Linked DNA regions of Hordeum vulgare: region 2 is linked to region 1. The links are chromatin contacts, called in public Hi-C maps. All regions are on one chromosome and are shown on one strand. The core of a region is the stretch at or near the end of the contact, and the rest is flanking DNA. Distances in the headings are between cores, read along the strand shown.

Region 1 (5,625 bases), core at 1,290-3,789:
CAAGTTCTAAGGTCTAAAGTCTAAACTAGCAATAAATCAAAGCAACATTCAGCTTTGGGCAAGCAACATCAAATATGACATGAATAAATAATTAAATATATAATGCATATTGCAGGAGAAAAGGATACCCTGTTATCATTTCACACACTTACAAGAGTTATTGTGTGTGTCTGTATCATCAGGCTGTGCTGGGCCAAATTCTAGCTTATAGTTAGTAGGTCCTAAGTTCATTACAAACAACCAATGGATTATCCAAACACCTAATATGCACACGATAGGTGCATCATGCATGATCAGGCATATGTTTGGGCAAAAGGCACTTGCTCGTAGCATGAGATTTGCAGAAGCGAGTGCTTAATTGTAAAAACTTGCAGCAGAAAAACAAGCATTCATAAGAGACTTACAGTTGGGTGTCTATTATTGTCATAATGGACAATGCAGTTCTTCAAATGACCCATTTCAGAGAAAAGTTCCTGAAACAGTTGTCGGCAGATAAGATCAGGTTGAGAAAGTCCAATATGATTGAAGCTGTCGAATATTCCAGCATGCATAATATAACAATCCAGCTACCTGTAAATCTTCCTTTGTCACTCCATAGTGCAAGTTTGAAACATACAGCTTGGTACCAGTTTCTATCCCAGGAAGTCCAGCAGCCACCATGCTATCCTCAAACCGATCATGTGTCCATGCAAAATCCTTTGTTTTGTTGAATGACTGATGATGTTCCCCAGCATGCACACCCAGATTGTGATGATAAATTGTTAGCATAATCCCCAAAGCTCATCAATCCGCAGTATTTGATGAGTCAACTAGCATCAGCAAAACTATAAAACCATACGCCATTGCATAAAATGGGTGCTAGCTGATAGCCCCTGTATGAACCAGAGAATTTATCCAGAGAAATAAGTATCCAACAGGTTAATACATAGTCCATCAGCATGCTGACCATGAGAAGAGACAATGTGTTTTTCAGTTTGAAGCATTAACCAGAACAAACCAACAAATATCTCGCCACAAAATTGTCAGCAGCTAAGGGGCAGTTCTCAGGGCATTTTCAAATTGAGAAACCTCTCGGATCCTCTTTGAAGCTCCACAGTTCATAAGTATGCAAAATATGGTCTGAACTGAGCCCTGAGGCCTGAGCTGTCCCATTTATTAAGTTCATAGCCACTTCTTGTCAGGTATCTATTGTAATTTGGGTTCTTGAGGGTATACAGAAAAACAGCGATGATTTTGTGCTTGCCTTGGCAATAGCATACGATGACGAGCGAGTATTGACACCAAGTGGCCTTTGTGAAGGCACTCCCCTTCCACGGAAGGTTCCAACGCCATGTCCACGGCCTAAACCACGGCCTAGCCTTTGGCCATCACCTCTGCCTGACCTTTGGCCATCACCTCTGCCTCGACCAACTCTCTGTCCCCTTCCCCTTCCTCTTCCCCTCCCACTTCTGCTCTTAATCATATCATCGAGTGACATATCCAAAGCTGCCTCCATTTCAATGAAAACTTGAGATTCAATAGGGAGAAAGCCCTGCAAAAAGGACAAAGAAGTTTAATATTATGTATTGCTCAATTGTACTGATGTGGTGCAAGCAAGCAGAGTAACAAATATGCACGCACAGATAGGGGAAAAAAACTGGATATAAGGTCATTGGTTTCCACTAGTTGAGAAAAAGAACCATACCCCATAAGCAGCAGAACAATACAATTTTGAAAAGTTCAGCTCTTCCAAACTTCCTACTATGCTACTATTGTGCTCGTCCAACAAATACACTGTGGTACGAAGAATAGTAGGCTTATTAACTTCACTTTCTTCGAAGTTTTCGATGACATTCAGGATTACACTAACAATTAGTTTATCAGGTACACCGGGCATAGTAGTCCTTATCGGCTATCGCAGTCTGCCGCAAACAACCCCAAAACATAATTTGTAGAACACATCAGGTTCACTAGGACAACCTGGCTAGATCTCTGCATTACCCCTTCTTATCTTACTCTTCTAAGAAGCAACCAATCGACACCATGGGCACTACCATATCGCCTAATCTAGGCAGCCTCACTATCGGGGGTTCCCATAAGCGGTACTGAGCTGGAAAAAAAAATCCGGCACCCGTTCATGCCAATAACATGCACCGCGTTTGCCAAGAGCCCGCGGGATCCAACCGCGCTAGGGCTTTGCGCATGTTAGTGACTCAACCAACGGAGTATACTCGTACTGATGCCAATGCTACCGTAGTTCCAGAAGGGCGGGGAAGTCACCTCTGGGCCTGGGGGGGACCCCCTAGGGCTCTCCGGCGGCGGGCGGATCCTGGATCTGTGGGGCGGGGAATTCTTCTCCTCCGGTCGTTGGCAGGAAGCGCGGAAGGGAGGGCGAGGGGGGCTCAGATCTATGGGCCTTTGACGGCGGCGGTGTCGTTGTCGGTCTGCGCCTCGGCGAGGTCTGCCGACGGAGGGTCGGGGCGAGGGCGGATCCGGAGTTGAGAGGAGAGAGACGACTTCCTTCTAGGGGTGGAAGAGGAAGACGACTTGGTGCGGGTCCCAGGGGATTGGGCTCTGCTTTTATTTGCTGCCGGTGGGAGGGAGATAACTTTTTTTTTTAGGCAAGGGGAGGGAGGAAAATCCTATACGCCGCTCACCTCGTAATGTCGACGCTTCGCACAGGGTTTGCCGGAGCGATCGACGCAGTGGCCGGCCGAATTGCTAGCGAAGCTTTCTTTGTCTCAACAAGTCTCCCCTAATAATAAAGCGCGCAGCGCTTCTATGGTCCGTAGTCGGTCATTTTGCAGAAAAACCCTCGCAGTTTCAGGTAATTAATCCGTAGTCCAATTTTAAGTAAGAACGAACCGTTTCCTGTCATTTTACACAAAAGCCCTCATAGTTTTAGATAATCAACCCGCGGTCCATCTTGTAGTCACAGCCGAACCGTTTTTTGCATTTTTCGAAAAACTCCCTGATGTTTCAGGTAATCAACCCGCCTCCTCTCGCTCCTCGTCCCCTGCCTCCTCGCCTTCGTCCTCCTCCGCTTCTCCGCCCTGCTGGACCCCGGCGCCGCCGTGCCCCGCGTCAAGCGGTCCCCTTCCCTGCCCCTCCGCTTCCGCCATGACGGCGCCTTCAAGATCCTCCAGGTCGGCACCTTCGCTCGCTCGCTCGCTCGCCTGATTTCCCCTGCATGCTCGCGCCTCGCCCGCTGACCCTTGCTCGCAGGTAGCGGACATGCACTTCGGCAACGGCACCGCCACGCGCTGCCGGGACGTGGCGCCGGAGGTCGGCGGCGCGCGCTGCTCCGACCTCAACACGACCCGGTTCCTGCGCCGACTCATCGAAGCGGAGAGGCCCGACCTCATAGCCTTCACCGGTGCGTGCTTTGGGTTGCTCCCCCGCCGCTTCTCTTCTCACACAGCCACTGCTAGGTGGCCATCTAGCTCCAGAGATCGCGACTCCAGCCCATGGGATCTCCCCTGGCAGTCCCTACCATTGATAGTCTTGCAGATTTGTCAGTTGAAATGATGCAACGGCATTGAAATTGGATCCAATCGATTAGTTGGTCACTTTGCCTGTAACACACCAGCGATATACAGCGGCAAAGTTGGTGCTCTATGTGGTGCCAGCTTGATGGAGCTTGTGAGTTGACTTTATGAATGCTTCCCGTTTGCATTCAGATTTCAGAGGGGGTGGCTGGAAATGTTCACTATGGGTTACACTCTTATCGCCTATCTACTTGTAGCTCATCGACGCTCGACTGTTATTGATGGCATTTGTATAACCCCGCGACCCCGCGGGAATTTACTTCGCAAGAAATGTGGACCCATTGTCACTGATGCTTACGGGTTTAACACTGGACAGAGCTAATGTCAGAGTACTAAGCTTACATTCTTCTTTTATAATTATATCTGAGCGAGTTCTCTGATGTATGCAAGGGATTCACACATCGCTCCTCTTGGTTCTGAACTTCTGACGATGGCCATCGTCGGCAACACAAATGTGATGTCATATGAAAATATATTGCGTTCAAAGCGTGTGTTATTTTCTCTTCCGTTGCAACGCACGGTTTTTTTGCTAGTACTATCAAAAGAACCGTACGTTGCAACGGGAGATAAAATAATACATGTTTTTAATGTAATAACCATGACTCAAGGCCCTAATAGGTTTATGTTTTTTATTTTAACATGGCATCTCATTTGAATTACCGACAATAACCTTAGTGTTCACATATGCCCGTGTGTTGCAACATGAATATTTGATGTGTCCAACATGAAATATAAAATTTATAGAAGTCTTCAAAGCACTTTATTTAAACTAGCAAAAGGGCCCGTGCGTTGAAACGGGAGAAAAAAATACCACACGCTTTTAATTTTTTTATAATCATTTTGATTTATTAAAATAATAAGCTAACTAACTAATGTAGTGAGTCCTATCCTATTTTCTTGAGAAATCAACCCGTCCATTGTTAATTTCACCATGATGAGAAATTGAGTGGGACAAGCAAAACAAAACAAAGGAGCTACGTGAAGTGATCAATGGACTGTTATCTTATTTCACTCATGGATTAAAGAATGTGGGATCAGATGACAAACTGAAGGTGGTGTTCCATTCTCTGTCTCTACAACAATATAATCTTACATTCAATAGATTCATTCATCAACAAACAAATCCCCATAAAACAAATTTTCTTGCCGGTGCTTGGCACACGGTTAGAGGCATGGGGAGGGGATCTCACCGGATGATGAGTTCCTGCCGGAGGAGGGTATACGATGAGGGGAGCAAAGGTTAGGCGCTTCTATCTGGCCATAAGGAGTCGTCGTTGCCGCCCCATAACCTCGGAGTTCCCCATGTGAGCCATGGAGGCCCGCCTCCACCTCCAAGTACTTCGCTCCGCCGCGCCTTATCCGCGCGCCGCCACCATTCTGCATCGAGCAGACGCATCATCCATAGTCACTGTAGCTGTCGCGTTGATTTGATCCAGAAGTTGTGCTCGAGCGCCGAAACGGGGGCAGCAAGCGGGCAGAGGTACGACCGCGGAGGCCGGTGGGTTGAGATCGACAACAGTGGTGGTTGAGGTCAGCCGCGGTGGCGAGTGGTGTGGCAGAGAATGTGTGATCAGATGACAAACTGAAGGTGGTGTTCCATTCTCTGTCTCTACAACAATACAATCTTACATTCAATACATTCATTCATCAGCAAACAAATCCCCACAAAACAAAATTTCTTGCTGGTGCTTGGCACACGGTTGGAGGCATGGGGAGGGGATCTCACCGGATGATGAGTTGCTGCCGGAGGAGGGGATACGATGAGGGGAGCAAGGGTTAGGCGCCTCTATCTGGCCATAAGGATTCGCCGTTGCCGCGCCATAACCTCGGAGTTCCCCGTGTGAGCCATGGAGGCCCGCTCCACCTGCAAGTACTTCGCTCCGCAGCGCCTTATCCGCGCGTCGCCACCGTTCTGCATCGAGCAGAAGCATCATCCATAGTCACTGTAGCTGTCGCATTGATTTGATCTAGAAGCTGTGCTCGAGCGCCGAAACGGGGGCAGCAAACAGGCAGAGGTACGGCCGTGGAGGCGGGTGGGTTGAGATCGACAACTGTGGTGGTTGAGGTCGGCCGCGGCGGCGAGTGGTGTGGCAGAGAA
Region 2 (6,352 bases), core at 3,067-5,566, 200 kb after region 1:
TAGACACATCTTCTATCGATCCCTCACCAGCGAAACAGTTTCCACCACATATGGCATCAGGCATCAATCCCGAAGCATAACAAGAACATCAAGCAAAAGGCTAGCCGGCACATCACTTACCGTCGAAGCCCGATGGTCCCGGTCGTAGGGCATCTTGCCCCAGCTCCAATCGTCCTCGTCCATCGGATTGGCGGCGATGAGGTTCACCCGTTGGGCCACCCGATGGGCCTGCAACTCCTTCGTCGAGAGCCGGCACAGGTCGTGCCGACCACTCATCGAACAGATGAGATGCGGCCTATGCTGCAACAGCTGGATCCGGCGCGACACCTTGGTAGCCACCAGATCCATCGTTGTGATGCCCTCCACGGCGAACATGTGCTCCAGCCGGCCGCAGATCTCATCCACCACCTCATCCACAAGTGACAGCTCTGCCTTCCAGTTCAGCCTCTCCACAGGCGGCACATTGAAAAAGGCCGGCAGGTTAACATGGTCGTGCGCCGGATCGAGGTTCTTCACATAGAAAAAACCTCTCTGCTAGTTTTTTCATGGAATCCTGCACGGGGAGCTGTGGGGAACCGATGCGATGATGTACGAGCGCCACGCCGCAAGCGGTCATCCGCATCCCGCTGGTGGCCGGATCCTTCACCGACGACTACTTGAAGAAGAAGAGCCGACGCCACAGGTCCGGGCGCCGCTCAATCCCCAAGAAGCCCTCATAGAGGATGACAAACGCCGCCAACTGCAATACGGCGTTGGGGACGAGGTGATGCGGCTGCAGGCCGTAGTGCATCAAGAAGCCAAAGAAGAACTCGCTCATCGGCAGCCCGAGTCCTCGAGCGAAATGCTCGGCAAACACCACCACCTCGCCTTCTTTCAGGATTAGTGAGTTGTCCGGGCCTGAGAAGCACGCGGCGACAAGCCTGGCCGACGGAATCTTGCGGCGGTGGCGGAGAACCTCGATGTGCTCCTCGACGATGTCGTTGCCGCCCCAGGCCCCGCGGGTGGTCGACATCTCCGACGACGGGTCGGCACGCCAGGCTGACGACGAAGAAGTGCTCGACGCGCCGGGCGAATGGTGGCGACAGGCCCGCCACTGGCGTCTCTCTCTCTGTCTCTCTCTCTCTTAGGCGGGGAGGGGAGGAGTCGGAGAAGACAACGGTGAGAGCGGGAAAGCAAATGGCTCCCTTGGCTTCTCCCCCTGCCCATTTAAACCCCACGCAGGGTAGTGGGGAGGGGATCCGACGCCCACATCCCCCACTAGCCCCCCCCCCCCGCCGTGCGGGCGACGTAATTGCGTCTCGGGAGCGCCAACCGACGCCCCCGAATCCATAGAAGAACTGCGCGCGTGGGCAGAGGCGGCCGTCGGGAAGGCCCTGCTCCACGGCCCGGTCTTGTCACACGTGTGGCCTGTCATGCCTAGGCCTACGGGACGCCACATGTGGCCCCCTTTCTCAACGCGCTAGAGAGCTCGAGGCGGCTCGCGCGTTTGCCGGCTACGACCCAGGTCGGTGTCGGCGTGTCGGCAATCCGGCTGCAACCCTGTGCCACGCGAGAAACCAAGATTAAATTGGCGAGGTCCATCGCTCTAGGCCGGCGGGCCTGCCCTGCTTCAGGTACTACTCACGGGGGATAACCCCGGAGTAGGCCAAACGCAAGGACTCCTCCAGCGCCCTTTGAAAAACATACGCAGGACGGCCGGCTCCCCTGTAGGCCGGTTGCGCCTACCCGGCTACCCTTGGTCGGCTACGCGTGGCCGACTATGTCGGTCCGGCTTGACTGCGCCCCGCTAGCCGGCGGGTCAGCCCCACTCACATCGCCGTGAAGAACCACGCCAGGGCCATCATCACCAAAGGTACTGCTACAGTGCTGCAGGTACCGCTGACCAGACCAAAGCGAGTCTACGGTGGAGGGGATGTGCCACTGATCATCGCCGACTGTGACCAGCCGAGACGGCACAGTAACGAGCATTGCCCCGTCCACTCCATTACCTGTCCCGGCGTGGGCAACAGTGCAGACGGCCGTATGATGACCGAAGCCGGCTACGCAAGGCGACACGCACAACGCGACGCATGCCACTGCGTAGCGAGCACGCACCAATGGCGATGCCCGTCCGGTGGGACCCAGCAGCCGGAGAGGCCCCACTTTGAGACAAGACTTCTCGAGCCGGTGGAACCCCTGGCCGGCTCCAAAGGCTGCCATCCGGGTCCCATACAGTACCTTCTATTCCTATTGTAACCCACGGGGTTGGCGTATAAAACCCCCGGGCAACCCTCGCCATGCAGGGGTCGGCCAAATACACACCCAAACACACATACGAGGGGAAAATAGAGCTCCTAGCTCCTTCTTCTTCCTCCAGCATACAACACTAGGAGCATATGGTATCCCTAGCCGGATCATCAACCAACTCAAGCAGGACTAGGGTGTTACCTCCCACGGAGGGCCCCGAACCTGGGTACTTCGTGTGTCTCGCACCGCTCGTTTCCAATCCCGTTTCCGTAGCCCGACTGCGTCCTTTCGGTCCCAACCACGTACGATTAGCCACCCCATGGCATCTGTCGTGAGAAAACGATGACACGTGAGATCCAAACCTGCTTTGTCATAAATCCCCAATCGATGGTGTAAATATCCCAAATATGCACACGTTTCTTTCCCCTCCCAAATCCGGTCTCCTTGCAAAAGCCGAAATCCACGAATGACGTTTGAGCCCCGAGCTAAGAAACTCCATGTCGTCGTGATTGTAGCATTGATTTTTTGTCAAAAAGACCACTAGCCGGATATTATTGTCAAAAAAGACCACATGCGTATGAAATGCGAGAAAAGACCCCTATTTTCCGTGGCAGCAGGCGCGCCAGATGACGCGTGGCACCTGCCGCCACGGGCCGAGGCGGCTGGGCCCCGCCGCCACCCGACAAGGCGGCCGGCCGGGCAGGTGGCACCTGCCGCCACCACTTCAGGCGACAGGCGGGGATGCTGTGCATGGCAGCATGCATGGCCAGCCAGCGCTTGAGGCATGGCAGCCGGTTGTTGATGCATGCATGTACGCTTGAGGCAGGCAGCCGGCTGTTGATGCATGCATGTACGAGAGCATGGCAGCCTGCCGCGTGGAGTGGTGGCGGCAGGTGCCACCTGCCCGGCCGGCCGCCTCGCCGGGTGGCGGCGGGGCCCAGCCACCTCGGCCCGTGGCGGCACGTGCCACGCGTCATATGGCGCGTCTGCCGCCACGGAAAATAGGGGTCTTTTCTCACATTTCGTATCGCATGTGGTCTTTTTTAATAATAATATTCGGCTAGTGGTCTTTTTTGACAAAAATTCTATAGCATTGGCCCTCCAAGAGGTAAGCAAAAGAAGACCCACAAGAGTATTGACATTTCAAATTCACCGACATAAAAAAACACTGGCCCTTCACGAGGTAAGAAAAAAAAGACGAACAAGAATATTGCCGTCCCAAATTCGCCGGTATAAAGAAGACATTGAGAGGGTGTTTGGATCACTAGAGACTAGAGACTAGTAGTAGTCACTTTTAGTCAGTAAACCTCCGAACACCCCTGACTAATGGGTGACTAAAACTAGTTTAGTCCCTAGTCATCCCACCCCCAACTAAAAGTGACTAAAGTCTCTCCTCTAATTAATTGGCGGGCCCATCCTGTTGCTGCTTTCCTTCCTTGCGCGGGACATGAGAGCTGCTGTTGCATGTTGTTGCTGCTTTCCTTCCAAACAAGGCCTATTAATAGGGAGATAAATGGAAAGGAGAGAGAAAAATTTAATACTGAGACATTTAATGCTGACTATTAGTAGTCACCTTTCAAACAAGGCCTGACTAAAAACTTTTAGTCTGACTACTACTAGTCACATGACTAGAGAGTATCCAAACACGCTGTGACCATTCAAAATGTGAGCAAAAGAAGACGCACAAGAGTATTGACGTCCCAAATTGGGCGGCATCAAGGCGTTGCCTATTCTGCAATACTTCTTCATACGCCTTGCCTTGGCTTCGAAGGAAACCCAAAAGGTCTCCCTGACATGTGCCCCCATTTGGTCGGTGCTTTTGCTCTTTTCCCATGTGTAATCCCCTCGTACCGGTTCTACTACATTTTAAATCCTTGCCTCGCCTGCCTCCGAGAGCTCCCGGCGACCAAACACCATCCAAAAGAGAAAACATTTCCAAGGCTCCCATCTAGTACGTCTCAGGTACATCTGGTCTCACGCACAACGCCTAGCGCGGGTAGCGCACGGGGCAATAAACAAGGTCAATGGGGATTAGGTGCAGGGACCTGCCGAGGGATCCTGTACCTATCAGCTTGTTAATTTTCCACGCGTAAGTTGTTGATGGTCTCTTTCCTGGTCACTGTCGCGCATGGATCTTGGGATGTACCCATGCTCATACAGATAAGGGTGGTGTGACTATTGAGCAGTTGAGCTCAAAGTCGTTTTCACGCCGGACCGGGCCTCGACCGCGGTTCTTGTCTCTGGAAGAAGCTCGGAGAATCGATATGATATTGATGCTTGCACTATGTGCACGGCAAACATGACTCTTTCCATCTGATTATACAGAGTGACACAAAGGTGGTGATCGCACCAGTATGGCGATTCTAGTAAAGTTGCTCTAATACTAGATACCTTCAGAACCCCTAAAAAAAGATAACTTCAAGAATATAGTTGAAATATCAACTGGCAGAGTAAAACTTGATCGGAAAATATATATACTGTATGTATTTCAGAAAACGAAGGTAGGCAGCACGAGAAGACAGACTAGCGTTGCGAAGAGACCCCACAGCCTATGCATGCATGCGTTGGACATTTTGACTCTAGTAGTTTCCATGCGGCGCACCCGGAGTGAGTGCACCTCCCACCATTATTGGCTCGTTGCCAACTTGCCATGCTGGTTCCGCTCCATCCGCCCAACAGTATTTGACCATGGAGGTTGCTGGAGCCAGGTCATCCGGGATTCCGGGGGATATCTTCCAGAACATGTCCACGTCAGGTTTTGAAATTTTCCTAAAGGCCTGCTGCAGTCTGGAGGCTGGTTATCAACTGAGCCTAGCTCGTATGGTTAGATTTTTTTTTGTGCTGAATCCAGTTCACGGGTTTAAATCCTAAATATGGGAGTGTTGCTCGTATTTTTTGAATTTATTTCAGACGTTTTGTTGATGTTTTAGTGGAAGAAACATTTTTCTCAACGACGAGGCGTCTGTAATGAGTTGTCCGTCTCAAGATGTCGTGACGGCTCGGTAACTCGGAAGTGCTCACACGAAGGATTCGTTCGGTTTGGAGGAAACCAAAACATAGGAATTATGAGTAGAGTAGCAATTTGCTATTGACACTTGCCATCCTAAGGAATTGACTTGCCGTGTTCCTACACGCAAGATTAATTTTAAGTAGATGTGTAGTTTCCTCCAAAAACACATGAAATATAGTATTCCTATAAAATTCATGTACGCGTCTATAGGAAATTTTCCTTGGAATCCTTATTCCTAAGTTTTTTCTATGAATATCATCCAAACCGAATAAGGCCGGACATAATGTGTAGTAGTGCATTCATAAGAATAAGTGTATGTATATGTATGTAAACATCTATGATTATACTGTATTAAGAAAAAAGAAAGTTGGTTCATAATATCTCCAACATAAGAACTCACACGTGGGTGCACAATCAAGAAGGAATTTTTTTAAATATCCTTCCATGCTTTATTGATCAATAACAATAATTATAGGGATACTGGTCGAATGATGAGGTTGATCCAGGAAGATATGACGTCCCTGACCTAGAGAAAAAGACATGCCTAACAAGGTTGTGACCATCATAATTTAAGCTCCTACTTTCACGAACAAAGATGCAATTAGCAATAGAAAGCTTCAAAAAATTGGAAGGCGTAAGAGTTCCCCTAAGGCTTCGGCCTATGGTTTTCTAGTCCCCTCGGCGCGTCGCTGCCGTGGGTTCCCATCTTTTTGCTGTCGAACTTGGTCTCGCGGTGATGTTCATCCATCCCCGGATATCGTGCACGCACGCTGACCCAGGTTCCAACTTCTTTGACTACTGACGACCAGAACTCATCTAGGGTTTTGGGAAACCGCAGAAGATTGCCAATGGCTTCAATTGCGGGTGCAACTGCTGGTGGGGGGAAGGAACCAGCGGATCCAAGTGTTCTCCTAGAGAGGCTGCATCTAGAAGAGGACGAACGTGATAACCTAGTCTGAGAAGATGAGGCTAATGAACCAGATGAAAAACCTATGTGCCTCGCGCTTGCTAGGGTTTTGACAGAGAAAAACTATGGTCAAGGAGCCCTCATTGCGGACATGAAGGCTGCTTGGAATCCGACACGAGATGCTATGTGGCGAGAATCAACTCCAACCT

Evidence for each region. A called contact is a pair of places that touch in the nucleus more often than the background predicts.
Region 2: a contact with region 1 is called in a Hi-C map of seedling, with 2.2 times the contacts expected there. The contact joins the enhancer-like site here to the promoter of LOC123407428 in region 1. A contact is called at or near these places in 2 of 6 Hi-C or Micro-C datasets (leaf and seedling).

The regions. Positions count from the first base shown.
Region 1 is chr7H:110,386,574-110,392,198 of MorexV3_pseudomolecules_assembly, forward strand. LOC123407428 (THO complex subunit 4D-like) reads right to left here and starts at 2,540. Exons shown (of 7, transcript XM_045100561.1): 1 at 2,260-2,540; 2 at 1,244-1,531; 3 at 571-714; 4 at 405-473. The coding sequence starts at 1,495.
Region 2 is chr7H:110,587,730-110,594,081 of MorexV3_pseudomolecules_assembly, forward strand. No RefSeq gene overlaps it. Among protein-coding and RNA genes, the nearest start is that of LOC123411497, 140 kb to the right of the region's middle. Within about 2 kb of position 4,317, at least 2 of the 3 cell types and tissues checked have open chromatin away from gene starts, as enhancers often do. A contact at or near this core is called in leaf and seedling, where this site is marked.